Regions from separate parts of the Triticum aestivum genome. Here region 1 is linked to region 2. Evidence: chromatin contacts called from public Hi-C data. All regions are on one chromosome and are shown on one strand. The core of a region is the stretch at or near the end of the contact, and the rest is flanking DNA. Distances in the headings are between cores, read along the strand shown. Region 1 holds the start of LOC123058346. Region 2 holds the start of LOC123061337 (egalitarian protein homolog).

Region 1 (2,700 bases), core at 13-2,512, 330 kb after region 2:
GGTGGAAATTTGGTGATGTCCCTTTTGATGATCCGTAGGGGTTGCCCTAAGATAGGTACCTGCTACGAAGGATAGCTCCAGTTTTAACAATGTAATGTAGCTCTATCACATCCTCCTCCCCCCAGAGCTGCATCGTGCATATGCCTAGCATAGCTGGCTAGCTACATGTATGTACTCCTTACTACTCTACTAATACACTCCACATACACTAGCTGCTGCTAGCATACATGTATGCATGAAAGTGCCCAAAGTTAAAGCTGCCAGTAAAAGTGAAAATCTTTTTGCTCTCCTGACAGTTACTACTACAAGGTCACTTCTAGGCTGGCTAAGCTAGGAGCAAGTAATGCATGCACTGCACACATATGCACACATGCCTGCGTGTAGTTTATACGCAGACGACAAGGGGCAGTGGTGCTCATGAGCTCAAAGCCAGCCCTGTCACTGATCTCCTATATCTCTTTCTCACACTTGATCTCCTATATCTCTTTCTCACACTTGATCATAATCAAATCATAACACCCAGATGCAGCTAGCAAGTAATTAGTGAAAGACTTTTTTTAGGTTCTCCCTCCTCAGATGTCAATTGAAGTACTACATATAATCCAAAGAAATCTCTCACCCTAGATTATAGGATTGTAATGCTTTACACACAAATACTATACTCCCTCCCTTTCAAAATAAGTATCTCAACTTAAATACAATTTTATACTAAAGTTAGTACTTGATACAAAGTTGAAACAGTTATTTTTGAGACGAAGGGAGTACTAGGAGTCAGCGGACTGGAATAAATAAATTAAATTAGTCGATTAGTTCTTGATGGTTCGATGCAAAAAAGAATGGTCAAGAGTGGTATTCTTCAACCTCCCAATCTCCTAGTTCATCTTCTTCCTCAAGACTTGCCACGACCACCGGCCTAACCGCCTGCCTCTATAGCCTGCGGCCGGCGGCGCTTTCGCACCAGCCTCGCCGCCCACCCTCCCCTCACCACCACTCACCGCTGCGCTAGCCCCAGCCCTGGCCATGCTTCTAAACCGGCGAACCACTAGAATTTCCTACGAGCCCACACCCCCTTGCTCCCCATACCGTCAACCTTTTGGACTCGCCTCCGCCTGCACATCGCCGGCTACGGCTCCTTCCTGGCTAATGCCTTGCCGGCGCCCCGGTCCTCGCTATGCTCACCCTGGCATGCTTCCTTCTGACTGACCCAAATTGTAAAACCCGGCAACTTACCTCTAGATAAATTTTGAAATAACTAATGTACCAGTAGTACTAGTACTTGTATAATTGAGCGCTATCCCCTACCTACACAACCCTAGGCATATGAGAAGAGAGCAGTACCCTGCTATCCGGTAAGTACTAAAAGCTCTAGGCATGTTAGCAAGCTTATATTTCAGAACCCACACAATCAAGAGCATTAATATGACAGGCATACCATAGTGAGTGATAATAGGCAGTAGCTAGCTGTGCTGTGGCTATAGCTAGAGCCTAGATGTGTGCATCGCTGCACTGCACACACAGTGTGTCAAGCGTGAGGACCATCGATGAGGTAGTGTGCTGTGTAGTGTGTACTAGTAGTAAAAGGTATACAACTGTGTGTACTAACTAGACAGTACAGTATACCACCATAGCCATAGGCCATCTATTCTTTGGCCTGCCTCTTTATAAGAGCCTGCTTGCTTTCCCCTCCGGCCTGCAGCCTTTTGCTAGAGAGAGCACACCACACACACACACACGCTGCGCGCAGGGCCCTAAAAGTAGCTTCAACACTGCAGGCATCTTGTCTTATTGCGCCATTAGCATCTTCCTCCTCGAGTGAGCTAGCGTTTAATGCGCGAATGCTCCCTCTGTTGCAACGAGCTAGCCTACCATCACCACCACCACCAGCAGCAGCAACAGCGGCAGAGTGCTCCCCTCTTCCTCAGCTTACTTGCGTCCCATTAATTAAAGGTACGCGCCATTTGATCGATGCGCTCATCTGTGCATATGCATGTTGCTGGGTCGGTAGTTGCATGTGCTTCGTCAGATCGGCCTCAGACAGATCAGAGCCTCGCTAGCTACTTGGATGTATAGCTCATATCCGATTTCTTATTAGTAGGTGGCAAGATGGATCCTGGCTTCTGCAACGACATGATCCTAAGCGAGAGCGCGTGGAACAGCGGCGGTGGAGACGGTGGCGCGGCCGGTGATGTCGTTAATGTTGTGGACGGGAGCGGCATGACGGTGCTGGAGAGGCTGGTGCTGGACGAGGCGCTCGCGGCCGCGATCATGGAGCTGCAAGGCATCCAGGTGCCGTGCGCAGGTGGCAAGCCGATGGCCGGCGGCCTCGAGGCGGCCAGCCTCGCATTCGGCGCTACGGGGACGGCACCCGTCACGCCTGCCTACGCTGAGGTTGACGGGGTTGTCTTGCAGCGACAGCAGCATCAACATCGCCATCAGGGCGTGATGGGGATGCCTGTCGACTACGACCTCGTACCAGCAGCACGAGCTGTCACGTTGGCTACTGTACCTGCGGCACCTTCCTTCCCAAAAGGCGCGGCTGCCGGCGTCGTCGATGCGGCGGCCTTTGACTCCGGCAATAACGCGCTGACATCGGCGGTAACAGCAGGGACGACGAGGCAGTGTGACGAAGCCAACGGTGGTGCCAAAAGGCAACTCCGGTCAAGTAGAAAGAGGAGGGCCGCCGATGCACCATGCCCGGCC
Region 2 (2,700 bases), core at 186-2,685:
AGTAAACTTCTTTCCTTTCTTTTAATTTTTATCTATGTTGTTCGCTGGTCAGTTTCTGGACGTTTCTTTTTCTTGTTCCTTTTTCCTTTTTCTTTTCTCATTTCCTTTTCTTTCTTTCCTTAAACGCGTAAACTTTTTTCAAATTCAACGAACTTTAATCAAAGTCGATGAACTTTTTTTTCAAATCGATGAACTTTTTTCAAATGCAATGAACTTTTTTTTCAAATCGATGAACTTTTTTCAAATCCAATGAACTTTTTTTTGATGAACTGTTTTCAAATTCAATGAACTATTTTTTTAAATTGATGAACCTTTTTCAAATCCGATGAACTTTTTTCATTTTTGATGAACTTTTTCCAAATTTGATGATTTTTTTTCAAAATTGATGAACTTTTTTCAAATTCGATGAACTTTTTTTTCAAAACGATGAACCTTTTTTCAAATCTGATGAACTTTTTTCATTTTTGATGAACTTTTTTTTTCGAATTCCATGAACTTTTTTTAAAAATTGACGAACTTTTTTTCAAAACCGATGAAGCTTTTTTCAAAATGATGAATTTTTTTAAATTTTGTGAACTTTAAAAAAATGCTGAACTCGTTTTCAAAATCAATGAACTTTTCAACTAATTTTCAAATTTATGTTAATGTTTCACTAAAAACGGTTAAGTAGAACGTTTTCCTAGTTAAAGAACAACAAAACATGGTTGGTCTGTTGGTTGTCGCGTTAGTGGAGAATAATACCTGTGGTCTTGAGTTCAATACACAGCTTTCGTACTTTTTCTTCATGTTTATTTTTTTCGCGTCATGGTCGAAGCTCACCTGGGCCGGCCCAGTAGCGCGACGCTTCGAGCGCCAGAACGCGAAACCGGCACTGAAGGCGCCGGTTAGGAGCTCCCCAACCAGGCAGCCAGCGAAACACGCCCCCGCTTTTGGGCCAGGACCAAGACTGTAGTTTTTTGTTTTTTTGAGCGAACACCAAGACTGTAGTTGTGTGGGCGCTGGAACCCCAGTTGGCGCCAAATGCGCTGACTAGGAGCTCCCTGGGAAGCATGCCTAACCCTAAAAAAATAGCATGCCTGGGCGCTGAAACCGCCGCTGAAGGCGCCGGTTAGGAGCTCCCCAGCCAGGCAGCCAGCGAAACGCGCCCCCGCTTTTGGGCCAGGACTAAGACTGTAGTTTTTTGTTTTTTGAGCGACCACCAAGACTGTAGTTGTGCGGGCGCTGGAACCCCCAGTTGGCACCAAAGGTGCTGACTAGGAGCTCCCTGGGAAGCATGCCTAACCCTTAAAAAAATAGCATGCCTGGGTGGGCCGTGCCGTGCCTGGCCCGTATAACACAGGCCGGGCCAGCCCATTTGGCAAGATTTGGCTGAGGGCTTCAGGCCCAGAAAAAGAGTCCAACCTGCACAGTACTGAAACAGTCGGACGGAGCAACGGGCAGTTACCAGTAGTACTAGTATAGTCTTGACGCCGCCGGGCCAGACGATTCCCCGTCCCCTTTCTTCATTCCCTCTTCCGTTGCCGGTGCGTCCGCGTCCTGTCTCTCCCGGTCAGCGATCGGGAGGGGCGAGGGATGGCCTCCCATCCCCCCAACTCCGCCGACGGCGAGGACCCCGCAGGTTCTCTCTCTCTCTCTCTCTCTCTCTCTCTCTCTCTCTCTCTCTCTCTCTCTCTCGGAGCGTAGCGCTGCTTCCGCTCGGTGCGTGCGCGTGCGCGTCGCCCGAACTTAGGGTTTCTTGGAGTTCACGTTTAATCGCTACGCTTTGCTATATCTCTGCTTTACCCCGCCCTTTTAGTTCGTGTTTTCGCGTCATGATTTAGTCCTAGCTAGGGTTTTAGGGCAGGTAATGTTGGGACTTGTAGCTGCTACTCGTGCAGCTTCCGTTCCCTGTAGGTTGATTTGCAGGCCTGGATTTTGCCTCTATTGATCAATGGTTTCAATAAAGAGTTGGGCAATAGTAGCATGTGGAAGGATTCATGGTCGGTGGTTTTTTCTTTTCTGTTTGATTCTGCTTTGGTTCGTGCGCTAGTTGTCCTTTAGAGTTCAATACCTGTATTGATCTATCAGGCTAGACCTTGCTTTTATTCCAACAATATTCTTGTATATGAGATACTGAACTAAGGCGATTGTGCTGAACACAGTGGTTTTAAAATGTTTCTTTTCCTGATTGGTGAGGAAACTAGGCTGCATCTAGCTAAACCAATACTATGTTACCTTGGTTAGAAATTCAGAACTTATTGTGTTTGCTTGTGTGCAAGCACCTATGAACTGGAACTATTTTGTTTCTACTTGTAATTCGATGTGTTCTTTTGCAGGGAATAACGCGGAATTGCCATCCCTGCCCTTTCATGTTGTCACTAAACCTAGTCAACTCCCAGTCGAGTTTCTTGAGCCCTCTGCTGCCAAGAAATTGGTGATTGGATTTGACTGTGAAGGTGTTGACCTTTGCCGCCATGGTGCTCTCTGTATCATGCAGGTGAGCTGAACTGAATCCCACGTGGCATGGAATATTTTTATACTCCTGCAATCTTTTGTTTCATCATGGATGAATTGTGGCTATCATAAACTGTCATGAGACAACCTTGTCCTACATCGGACAATTATTATGCCCTCACTTGACCCCACATTACAATGGTCTTACTTGAAATGCTGCTTCATTACCTTATAGTGCCATGATCTACCCACGCAAGTCCTTTTGAT

The links. Hi-C and Micro-C count contacts between places; a contact is called where the count stands out from the background.
Region 1: a Hi-C map of leaf shows a contact between it and region 2, with 5 times the contacts expected there. The contact joins the promoter of LOC123058346 here to the promoter of LOC123061337 in region 2. A contact is called at or near these places in 2 of 5 Hi-C or Micro-C datasets (both in leaf).

Annotation. Positions count from the first base shown.
Region 1 is chr3A:376,434,869-376,437,568 of IWGSC CS RefSeq v2.1, forward strand. LOC123058346 reads left to right here and starts at 1,263. Exons shown (of 2, transcript XM_044481093.1): 1 at 1,263-1,947; 2 at 2,096-2,700. The coding sequence starts at 1,836.
Region 2 is chr3A:376,102,965-376,105,664 of IWGSC CS RefSeq v2.1, forward strand. It overlaps LOC123061337 (egalitarian protein homolog), which reads left to right and starts at 1,436. Exons shown (of 10, transcript XM_044484402.1): 1 at 1,436-1,618; 2 at 2,316-2,476. The coding sequence starts at 1,573.